Regions from separate parts of the Mus musculus genome. Here all the other regions are linked to region 3. The links are chromatin contacts, called in public Micro-C and promoter capture Hi-C maps. All regions are on one chromosome and are shown on one strand. Each heading gives the region's core, a stretch centred on a gene start, on an enhancer-like site or on the middle of the called end of the contact. The rest is flanking DNA. Distances are from core to core; before and after follow the strand shown. Region 1 holds the start of Prps1 (phosphoribosyl pyrophosphate synthetase 1). Region 2 overlaps Frmpd3 (FERM and PDZ domain containing 3). Region 3 holds the start of Tsc22d3 (TSC22 domain family, member 3).

Region 1 (3,453 bases), core at 114-2,613, 140 kb before region 3:
TTAATACAGATGCCCTTGGAGGGCAGAGACATCACAGGCAGTTATGAGCCACTTGGATGTGGGTGCTGAGAACCAAATGTGGGTCATCTGCAAAAGCAATACTTGTTCTGAACCGCTGAGCCATCTCTTCAGTCCCCAAAGTGGTTTGGGTTAGCTCCTTGCCGGACAATTTTAAGAGCAACAATACAGAGAGAGCAGGGGGCTCTCTATGTAGCTCTAGCTGTTCTGGAACTCACTAGACAAGACTGGCTTCGAACTCATAGAGATAAGCCCAATTCATAAGTGCTGATAATTCCAATGTGCCCAGCTGTCAAAGCCTGGCTGGGCAGTGATGCTGCATGCCTTTAATCCTAGAGACAGGATTTCTCTGTATCTCCTTGGCTGTCCTGGATCTCACTTTGCCTCCAGAGTGCTGAAATTAAAGGTGTGAGCCACCACGCCTGGCTCAGAGTCACATTGTGTGTACGAGGCTAGCTTGGGACTCATGATCCCCCCTGACTAAGTCTCCTTAGTGTTAAGATGATAAGCATGTACCACCATACCTGGTAGTCATGATTTTGGTTTTGTTGATTGTTGCTGCTTTGAGACAAGATCTCACTATATATCTCTGGTGGCCCTGAACTCCCTTTGTACATCAGTCTGGCTTAGAACTGACATAGATCTGCCTGCCTGCCTCCTCCAGAATACTAGGATTAAAGGTGTATGCCACCTTGGTACTGATTTTTTTTTTATTCTAAAATTGTGTGACTCTTCCTTTACATCTAATTCATGGCTGTCTGGAATACTGTTAAAACAGAGTCTGCACTAGTTTGCACAAGTTTGCACTGGTCCAGTTAGCGTGTGTAAAAGGCTAGGTTAGCCAGATTACCTTGTAATTGTGGCAGACTTAAACACTATGCTGATTCTTTCAGGGTTCTTCATGGATAATACTTTACTTTTTCTTCTTCCAATCTTTAGCTAATCATAATTTTATCACCCAGATATTTGGGGAAAGCCACACTCCTTCTCTAATTGAGCAAACTAGAATCCAGTGATAAGGACAAAACATTAACTTTCTCTCGCATTGTCCCAGGGTGACTCACCTTCAGTCACTTTCCCCTAGGGCTTGCCTTCCAGGTAGAAAGTACACTTGGTATTTAGAGTTGGTAAACAAGCCCTTTGCCTGCGATGCGCCTGCGTTGTGGCTATCTTTGTGATGTAAAAAGTGCTTTAATTTAACCCGTTTCACGCCTCTGAACAAATTACCAGAGAGTGGTTGGGCGGCAACATTACCGGAAGACTCCGCCCCTCACACCCGTCCAACCAATCAGAAAAGGCTGGGTGGAGAACTTCCTTTGTAATCCCGCCCCCTGGGCAATTTAATGCCGCGCGCTGGGCGGGAATGTAAGATGGCGGAGTAGCAACGCGGTACTGTTGGTGTTCAGACTGCCTGCTGACTTCCGTTCCCGTGTTGGCAGCGGCGGCGGCGGCGACCACTGAGCACGTTGAGGTAGTTACCCAAGATGCCGAATATCAAAATCTTCAGCGGGAGCTCCCACCAGGACTTATCCCAGAAAATCGCTGACCGCCTGGGCCTTGAGCTAGGCAAGGTGGTGACTAAGAAATTCAGCAACCAGGAGACCTGGTAAGGACGCAATTGGTACCTTGAGTGTACCTGACCTGCCCAGGCCATGGCAACTCGGGGGATGGAGCGGCCGTGGGATTTCCTGGCAGCAGAGGATGGGCAGAAAGGGGCAGCAGAGGTTAGCTTGCCTCGCGGGTTGTTCCGTTATTTTACCTCCCGAGAGGGTCGCGTTCATCCTCGCTGCGCGCGGTTAGGTGGAGCCAAGATGGAGATGGGAGCTGAGGCCGCTACGTTTGGGGGTTGGGGATGGAGGATCTAATGTCGGGGGGTAATGGCCTCCTGGAATGTCTGGAGGTGTACGGGCGCTTAGCTTTGGGCATGGGGACACGTGGCTTGTCGCTTCACTGTGGAGCCAGTAGATTGGATTCGGTTCACTTTCCGCGCGTCGACTGGTGTACATCAGAGAACCTATGGCGTTCTGAGCCCCATCGTGGTCTTTTTCCTAGATTTGAAAAGCTTTTTGGTTGGAAATGGTAGCGTTCTGGTTTGGTCTTGGGAAACATTGTGTTCTGAGGGCGCGAAAACGTTACCACGTTCCCTTAGACTGGCACGGTGTCGGCTTTTCCTATCCTGTCTGTCGAGGAATCAAACCACCCTTAAGTTAAATTCAGTAGATGGGGTAAAGTGGTTGCTTTGAGCTCAACATCCTTGATCTTCGACATCTCAGCTTAAGTCATCCCAAAAAAATAGGGAAACCTTAGTTGTAGAATTCGAATTTTTGACGGTTTCCAATTCCGCTACTGGCAGACATAATAATACAAGCACTCCGCCCCTCCTCCATTGTAGCCACTTCTTAGTGTTAAATGCGTGAGGATTTAGGGAACGACTTACACGTGAGTGTTCAGTGACAAAATAATAACGCAGTGGAAGAGCTAGCTCAAACAGCAAAGGGAAATTTGAATGTCGTCTTTTTGGTGCTCTGCTATAAAACTCGTGGCCCAGCACTGGTGTGCTGTCGCATGCCACTAGGCAAGAGCAGGAGAAGCAAGTTTGAAGCAAGCCTAGTCTGCATAGTTAACTCTAGACTAGTCAGGACTATGTAGTGAGACGGTCTCCGAAAAATTGCTAACAGAACTGTCTTAGCCCCAGTCATCATCCACATGCACTATTGGACCGTGCTTCTTTTAGTGCCCCCTTCCAGCTATATACAGGATCCTCTAGAGCACTGTATTGTTTTCCTGTAGTAGATGAAATCAAGAACACTAACAATAATGCTTTTTTGTTCACTTATTTTAATTTTGGTTTTAGGGTTGTTTGTTTGTTTTGGGGGGTAGTCTACAGGACTCAAACATTTATCCTCTTGCTTTTCTCACTGCCTGCTTAGTACTGGGCTTGCAGACTTGCGCCATCACTACCTCCACAGTCTACAATCTTTCAGTCAGCTGTTAGGGGTCAGTTTTTTTTAAACCAATGATCAATTAAATTACATAAGATTTATTCTTTCTGATTATTTCTAAACGTCTTGTAGTCTTTCCTTTAAATTGTTTCTGTGTGTGTTAGTTAAAGTTCATCTGTAATAATGGCTGCTTCCAGGACTAGCATGCTGTTAATTGTGATGCAAATGGCAGTGCAAACACTGAAAGCATCTGTAACCAGGCAATACCTTAGTCAAAAGAGGTGTGCAAGCTGCTGTTTTTATCTCTGACCGTTATTACTCCTGGGCCTCAAAGAAAGCAGAGCAGCCCCAGACTTTGAGAACAGCCTAGCTAGGGGATAAGAATATTTTTTTAATTTAATGTGGGGTTTTGTGGCCACTTTGGTTAAATCTTCTATGTTTTTTTTTTGGGGGGGGGTGATGTGAGGACTGTTTTGTCCGTTTGTTAATCCTT
Region 2 (3,796 bases), core at 800-3,299, 190 kb before region 3:
GTGTCTGAGCATGGACTCAGGGGGGGTCTGGGGAGTAGAGGAACAATCAGAGCCAACTTCCTGTTTAATTTCCCAGAGCCCTGCTCTCTTCGAACCTCAGCATTTTCCCCATAGAGCGAGACTTTCAGACTGGCAAGCAGCTGTCGCTGCCTCTGCAAGTCTGGCAGCAATGGTCAGCCACCCCCTCCACAGCTCTCCTGTTTGAATACAGTGACCTGTTGTGGGGGGGGGGGGAAGGGGGGCGGTGCAGGCCTGCCTGCCAGCTGGCAGAGACACACAGGAGGAGGGACAGCTTTCCCTTCTTAAAGGATTGCCCAGGAGGACATGTTGTTAACAGATTAAGAGGTGGAGTGTTTGCTGTTTCTAAAAAGAACCAATCATTTATTTTTGTGTTTGTAAAACCCAGGAAGCTTTAACATGTTAATTTTCCCACCTGTGATTCCCAGGATTCACAGTGGCTTGGGAACCTGCCTGGTGCTAATGTTTAACTGGCTTGTGGCCACTTTCCCAACCATTTGGTTGCTACTCTCCTCAGACATTGTTGGGTAAAAGGCCAGGTGAACTGGTAAGGAAGAGGGAGGAAAGGCAGGGTATGCAGGGGGGTGTGGCTCAGAGAGAGGTAGGCAGGGCATGCAGGGGGTGTGGCTCAGAGAGATGTAGGCAGGGTATGCAGGGAGGTGTGGCTCAGAGAGATGTAGGCAGGGCATGCAGTGGGGTGTGGCTCAGAGAGATGTAGGCAGGGTATGCAGGGGAGTGTGGCTCAGAGAGATGTAGGCAGGGCATGCAGTGGGGTGTGGCTCAGAGACATGTAGAAGGGGGATAAAACAGAGGTTGGTTTGGGTTTCTTGTTTTCAGCTTTCAATACTCCATGAGTGGATTTTCCACATCAGTAGCACAATAAAAATTCCACAAGAGGTTTTGAAAAATAGACACCTGGGCCCTACTCTGAAAATTACCAAAAAAAAGAAAAAAAAGAAAAAGAAAAATAAATTTAAGACAGGGTTTCTCTGTATGGCCCTGGCTGTACTGGATCTCGTTCTGTAGACCAGGGCTGCCTCAAACTCACCGAGGTCTGTGTCTGCCTCCAGAGTTCTGGGATTAAAGGCGTACGTGTGTCACCACTGCTCAGTGAACACTGATTTCGTTGGAGTTCAGGATTTATTTATTATTTTCATTTTCTCTAAATGATTTTGTAATATAACTAATTTGAGTGGGCATGCCAATATGCCCAGAGGCCTGAGAGGAAAGTGGCTGAATCGGGGTCAGTATGTATCTCCTGAATAAAGGGTGATCTGCTTCTATGGGGTGATCCACCCATAGCAGTGAGCATGAATGAACATTTCAGAGAAATTACATTCTTACTGGGGTGACTAGAATCACAAGGACACATGACCCAACTTGACACAGCATCAAACCTACAAAACTCTGGAATCACATGAGGTTTACCCTCTCAGGGAAGACACACACATACACACACACACAAATAAAAATAACTAAAATAAATCTCCGTCTAAAAAAGCAATATGAAGTAAATGTCATAGATAAATGTGGTATGGAATATGGAATTAAAAGAACAAGGAGTTAACCAGAACTAGCTTCCTCGAGAGGGTGTTTTAAGCTGGATCTTGAAGTGATAGGCATGAATTAGCAAAGAGAAGTGGGATGTGTTCAAAGGCAAGGAGCAAGCACGGAAATAAGCAAGCCATATGTGCAGGTCGATAAGCATAGTTGCTTGGCTGGAGAGGAAAATAAGGAGAGAAGAGATTGGAGAGATTAGGGGCGGGCAAAGCAAGTCAGTTAAAAGCTTCCCAGGCAAGTTTGAGGACTTTAGATTCAATGTGGTTGACTAGTAGGAACACACTGTAGGTCCTTGAGCAGAGGGCTAACATAATAAAGGCTGATTTGGACCAGCATGTAAGATAGGCGGAAGCAAGGTAACTGTCAAGTGAAGGAACAGATGTGAAACGCGTGCTGGGCATGGGTGGCCCCTCCTTTGTTGTTCACAATGCGTGTGTTTTATTCCCAGCCCTGTTGCCTACTGTACATATCCAATGTGCAGAAAGAACAGTGTCCCCGTGTAAAGAACTCCAACACATCATGACTAGGTGGTGAGATAACACTACCTTTTGGGATAAATGGAAGATTGTGCTGAATAGATGGGGCTAAAGGTTGCAGTTTAGGAGTGGGTGGTGAGCAATGGTCAGGTAGATGATATGAGTGCTCAAAGGTATAAATCCAAATGATAAATGCTTCAGGCAGCCCCTCTTAGGACAACTAACATAATGCAAGAGAAAACTTGGGGGAAATTATCCACTAGGTGTCATCATTGTTATAAATTGTAATAGGATTTACCACATACAATAGGTAGAATAATCCCCTCCTAAATATGTCTATTCCATAATCCTCCAAACCTGTGAATATGCTATGACAGAATGGAATAAGAAGTGCAGATGCAATTAAGATTGCTAATCGGCTGACCTTAAAATAGGGAGATTAGCATGAATTAGTCAAGTGGGACTAATGTAGTCAATAGAGTTGGTCTATGTGAGAGAATCTGGAGAGAAAGTTGGAGCAATGTAATGAGAGGACTCGGCTCACCCTTGATGGCCTTGATTAGGGAAGAAGCCAAGGACCAAGGAGTGTGGGTGACATCCAGGACCAGGGAAGGTAAGGAAATAGATCCAACTCTAGACCACCAAAAGTGACACAGACAGCCTTGCACTTGACTTTTAACCCAGTAGCACTTGTATTGGACCTCTGACCTCAAAGACTTTAAAGGAATAGATATATATTATGTAAGCTACTAAATTTGGAGCCATGTGTTATAGCAACAATAAGAAATTAATGCCAACAAAGTTTTAAAATAGCAAGTACTCATTACATTTTTCTTTTTCCTTCCTTTCCTTCCTTTATTTTACTTTTGGGACAGGGTTAAGTGTATCTCACTCAGGCTGGCCTCAAACTTGCTCTATAGCTGAGATAACAAGAAGCCCATGAAGTGATTGTTTTCCTACCTCTACCTCCCAAGTGCTATGATTACAGTGTGTGCCACCATGCACAGTTTATGTGCCACCACACCCAGGGTCTTATATACAGTAGGCAAGCTGTGTGTGTACTCTACAAACTGAGCTACATTCCCAGCTTTCATGTAGTAGCATAAAAAATATTGTTTAATTGATAAGCATGCCATTCAATGCCAGCTTTGTTACCAAAAAGTATCAGTGTGGCTTACCAATCCATGCTCTAAAAAATGGACGCAATATCCAATCTTTTTCCACAGGAAAATAAACGATGAATAACAACATTATACTAATAGCTTGGTTGGAGTATAGATAACTCAGCAATTAACAAATGCACTGGGGCTAGAGAGATGGCTCAGAGGTTAAGAGCACTGACTGCTCTTCCGAAGGTCCTGAGTTCAAATCCCAGCAACCACATGGTGGCTCACAACCATCTGTAATGAGATCTGATGCCCTCTCCTGGGCATGTATGACATGACATTTACATCCATGACATCCATAACAACTACAGTGTACTTACATATAATAATAAGTCTCTGGGCCAGAGCAGACAGGGCCAGAGTGAGCAGAGGTCCAGAGTTCAATTCCCAACAACCACAATCACCTATACAGCTACAGCGTACTCATATACATAAATCATTTTATAAAAATGCACTGATTAGAGGTTTTAAAGAATGGATAGAGTTTTAAAGAATGGATTGTATTTGTGCATAAGGATGGATGCCTAGAATCCAACCGAGCACTTAGGAGGCTATAATGCCAGTGGATCAAGAGTT
Region 3 (3,796 bases), core at 802-3,301:
CGGCCTGCTCAGGGAGGTCGGGGGCGGCCGGCAGGTGCGCACCTGCGGAGCTAGCCTTTTGGGACTCCAGGGTGCCCGGAAAAACAAGCTGCGGGCAAAGTTGGAGAAATTAGCGCCTTAAAAAAAAAAAAAAAAGAAAAGAAAAAAGAAAAGAAAAAAAAAAAGAAAAAGAAAAAAAAAAAGCCGTGCCCGCCGCGGGTCGGCTCGGGCCCCCTTCTGGTTGGAGCGCTCGGGGTGCGAATAGAAACAGCTGGACAAACAGCTCCCAGCGGCTCCTGCGGGCTCACTTCCTCCTCCTCCTCCTCCCCCTGCTCCGGCAGCCGCGGCGGCCCCCCTCTTCCCCGTCCCCTCCCCCGGAGGATCCCCGTGCGTCCCCCCCCCACGCCCCCCCCCCACCCCGAACGCACTCCCAACTTTCCCAAGTGCGCGCGTGGCTCCGGCCGGACCTGCGTGCGAGGCGGCAGGAAGGGCGGGCGGGCGGCCAGGGAGCGAGAGAGCGAGAGAGAGCCGCAGCGCGCGCGCCCTTCGGCGGCGGCAGCCCCGCTTCTCCCGGCTCGCGGGGTTCCGCGGCTCGAGCGGTGGCGGCGCCGGCGGCCGCGGCCGGTGGCCCAAGGGCGAGCGTGTGAGCTAGCCGCGAGCTCAGGAGTCCGCGCCGGGGCCGTGACAGCATGTAAATGAGCCCCGAGGGGCAGGCGGAGGACGCGCTGCCGCCGCCGCCGCCGCCGCCGCCGCCTCTGCCACTCGCCGCCGCCTCCCCGGCCGGAGCTTGAGGGGGCCCCCTGGCGCGCGGAGTTCTCCTCCCTCCGCTCCCCACACCGCCCGCCCGCCCGCCGGCCGCTCACTCGCACGCCCGTGCTCCTGAGGAGCCCGCCTCAAGCGGCTCCCCCGCGACGCGCGCCTCAGCAGCGCTGGGTGGCTTTGGCGCTCACCGCCTGAATGGCCGGGACGTCCAGCAGCGCGCGCCTCCCGCTGTCGTCTGGTGTCCCCCGCGGAGCCGCTCGCTCCTCTCCTGTCCGGCCCTGGCCGGCCGGCGGCAGTTATCTGTCCGCCCGTCTCCCCGCCCCCACCGCGCCTGAGACTCACGCAGCGCCCCCGCCCCCTCACCGCACGGGGTCTCGAGGGCTCTCCCGAGTGGGCCAAAGGTCGCCGCCGGGGCCGCTGCCGCCACCGCCACCGCTCGCTGAGGGGGGTGTCCCCCGGAGCGCCGGCGTTCGCGGCCCTGTCGAGAGCCACCGAGTCAGCGGGCGGCCGTCCGAGAGCGGCCCTTTAAACCGCCGCCCGCCCGCCCCGCCATGCAGCCCGGCTTTTCTTTTTTTTTTTTTTTCCTTTTTTTTCTTTTTCTTTTTGGGAAGCGCCAAGAGACCCAAGTGTCGAGGCCTCGGCGGTGGCTGTGGCGGCGGCGGCGCCACCCCCCAGAAAGTGCCAGAAAACACAAGCACCTGAGAAATGCCCCAACTCCAAACTCCCAAGAACCGAGTCCCCAGCGGCCCGAGCCCGCTCCTCCTCACTTGTCACCTCCGCCCCCTCCTCTTGAGCTCTGTTTCGCTCCCCACCCCGGGTCTCAGCCCCGAGTCCCCTTCGACGCCATCACTCCCGGTCCCCCGCTGTCCGCGCTGCGGGCTCCCCCGGGCCTTGCCTCTCCTCCCTCGCCGCGCGTCTCCCGCTCTTCCCGCTATTTTGGGCACCGGGCGTCTTTTTCTAAGTTTCTTCCCATGTTGGGCCGGGTCACTCCTTACTTTCCCCCACCTTGTCCCCTTCCCGTGTGTCGCCGCGCCCCTCCATTTCTGGCCGGCCCTCGCCTCCATTTCTCCGTTCGCGCCTTGACCCCCTCCCCTCTTATTTCCCTCCTTGATTTCTCTCCCCGCACCTCACCTTAGCGCCCCTCTTTCTCCTCACTCAGCTTGGCTGCTCTCTCCATGCGCCCCGACCCCAGAAAGCTGTCCCCTCGCGTCCCAAAGCCCCCTACCTGCCACTTCAGGTAAACCGGCTCCGTCGACCCCTCGAGAGACTTGCCCAGCAGCCCGCACGCACGCAGAGTGAGAAGGGGAGTGATGCGTCTGTCCCGTAATGGCGGCGGAGGGATCTGGGAGAATAAACCCGGGGCGGAGGTATAGTGAAAGGGCACATATAGGGGCCAGCCTGGTGCCCTGGGGTGATGCCCCTGCTGTCTGAGCTGCGGGGACGCGCAAGGTGACCATGTAAGACAGCTTTTTTAGAATGTCTCAGAACTTAGAACATGTCGAATGCGGAGCATTTGAGCAGTTTTTGAGTCTTGGACAAATGAAAACCCGTTCACAATATTCAGGGGGTTTTTATATAAAACCCAAATAAATTTCTATTTATTCCTACTCCTTTACAACCCCCCTCCGCCCCCTTCATTTGCTTCATTCAAGAACCCAGGGCATTTGAAATACAGCAGTATATGCTGCCATCTTCTGCCCAAAACCTGAACTATTTTCTGTTCCCGTGTAAGGTTCCGCCGCTCAGCGGGACACTACAGGTGCCTCCTGGTGGAAGAATCCACTGGGACTCCAAGCCGGGGCAAGAGTTGCTCAGTTTTAAGAAAGCTGAAGTTCCAGTTGCCTGAACCCTGATAAATGTGACTTAAATACGTTTGAAATTTCCTAGACTACTGTGGCAGAGCGCACCCCAAGATCCCAGCTACTCGCAAAGCGGAAGCAGGCTTGTTTGTGTCAGGCCAGGCTGAACTAAACAGTGAGATTGTCTCAAAAAACACAAGCCACATAAAACGAGCCTTCAAGCCACCCCTGAAATTAATTAGGAGCAAAGTGCAGCCAACTAATTCCTGTTTCCCACTCTTTGCAACTGTTACATGAGGCCCAAAATATGGGTAACTGGGGAAGGCAGTACTCTGTGCTATAGTGGCTAGAGACCCCAAATCGTGCTGTATCTCCAGTTCCTGAGAGGATCCCAAGGCCCAGGATGAAAGAGGATTGTGGCTATTGCGTAAAGCACTATACCCGAGTATATATACATCCCCATAGACTATGAAACTTCTATTTTTTTCTCTTAAAAGCCCATCACGTCATTTTTCTTGTATTTCCTTCTTCTTTTTTTTTAAATGTTCTTGGATAAAAGCCAGAGGAGGTAGTAGAATATAAAATTTCATCTGCATTGTGTAGATTTATAGCCTTCTGAATTGTTTTTTAATTACAGTGTTTATTATTTTCCTTCTTGTTTATAATTATTTTATGTTAACTCTTATAATAAAATATATTAGTTCCATAAATGTTTATTTGCGTTTTGGGAACAGCTAGACCTTTTGCTTCTATGTTTGCCTGAGCCCTCTTATCTTTGTGTAACCTTGGGATGAGGCCCTGGTGGAAGTATTTTCTTCTTGACATTTGGCACCATTAAATTCAAGATTTTTGTCCCCTTGACATTTCCCTGTTGTGTAGTCCTTGCTCTCAAGAAGTATTGTTAATAATTCGGGACAGATTTGCCCAACATATCAAGACTGATCAAGAGCAAATAAAGTTGGGACACAGAAAAATCTAAATAGTACAGAGATAGAGTTCAGAGAGCCGCCATTTCTGTGCATACAAGTCCAGCCTGTGTTGACAGACTGCATACCTCGTGAGGGAAGGCTGACTGGACAGGGCCTCCTGGGCTCTCCTCTGTGAAGCCTTGCTTTACTGTCATACACTGTAGTGGATGGAGAGATTCCAAGCAAATGGTCTTGCATAGATTCAGAATGCAGGGGCCTGGGGCACTAGCAGACAAAGATGGTGGCTTTTTGGGTGGGGCAAAAAAGAAACACATCTACTTCTTAGAG

What was found. Promoter capture Hi-C pulls out the DNA fragments that hold promoters and counts their contacts. A called contact is a pair of places that touch in the nucleus more often than the background predicts.
Region 1: a contact with region 3 is called in a promoter capture Hi-C map of pre-B cells. The contact joins the promoter of Prps1 here to the promoter of Tsc22d3 in region 3. A contact is called at or near these places in 17 of 39 promoter capture datasets (the 3T3-L1 cell line, 3T3-L1-derived adipocytes, the C10 cell line and 11 more), 7 of 484 Hi-C or Micro-C datasets (CD8 T cells, the HL-1 cell line, bone marrow-derived macrophages and 3 more), 10 of 115 datasets of contacts at active chromatin or transcription factors (the 230-238 cell line, effector CD8 T cells, embryonic stem cells and 5 more) and 4 of 9 other capture datasets (adipose tissue, liver, macrophages and 1 more).
Region 2: a contact with region 3 is called in a Micro-C map of the G1E-ER4 cell line. The contact joins the enhancer-like site here to the promoter of Tsc22d3 in region 3. A contact is called at or near these places in 10 of 39 promoter capture datasets (the 3T3-L1 cell line, 3T3-L1-derived adipocytes, the C10 cell line and 5 more), 1 of 15 datasets of contacts at CTCF or cohesin (large pre-B cells), 16 of 484 Hi-C or Micro-C datasets (the G1E-ER4 cell line, brown adipocytes, cerebellum and 6 more) and 2 of 9 other capture datasets (adipose tissue and embryonic stem cells).

Annotation. Positions count from the first base shown.
Region 1 is chrX:140,455,240-140,458,692 of GRCm38.p6, forward strand. It overlaps Prps1 (phosphoribosyl pyrophosphate synthetase 1), which reads left to right and starts at 1,364. Exons shown (of 7, transcript NM_021463.4): 1 at 1,364-1,624. The coding sequence starts at 1,503.
Region 2 is chrX:140,406,067-140,409,862 of GRCm38.p6, forward strand. The region is part of intron 12 of Frmpd3 (FERM and PDZ domain containing 3); the gene reads left to right. Among named protein-coding and RNA genes, the nearest start is that of Gm32113, 22 kb to the left of the region's middle. Within about 2 kb of position 2,050, at least 1 of the 459 cell types and tissues checked has an H3K27ac peak or open chromatin away from gene starts, as enhancers often do. A contact at or near this core is called in the G1E-ER4 cell line, where this site is marked.
Region 3 is chrX:140,598,471-140,602,266 of GRCm38.p6, forward strand. Tsc22d3 (TSC22 domain family, member 3) reads right to left here and starts at 2,052. Exons shown (of 4, transcript NM_001077364.1): 1 at 1,967-2,052; 2 at 1-88.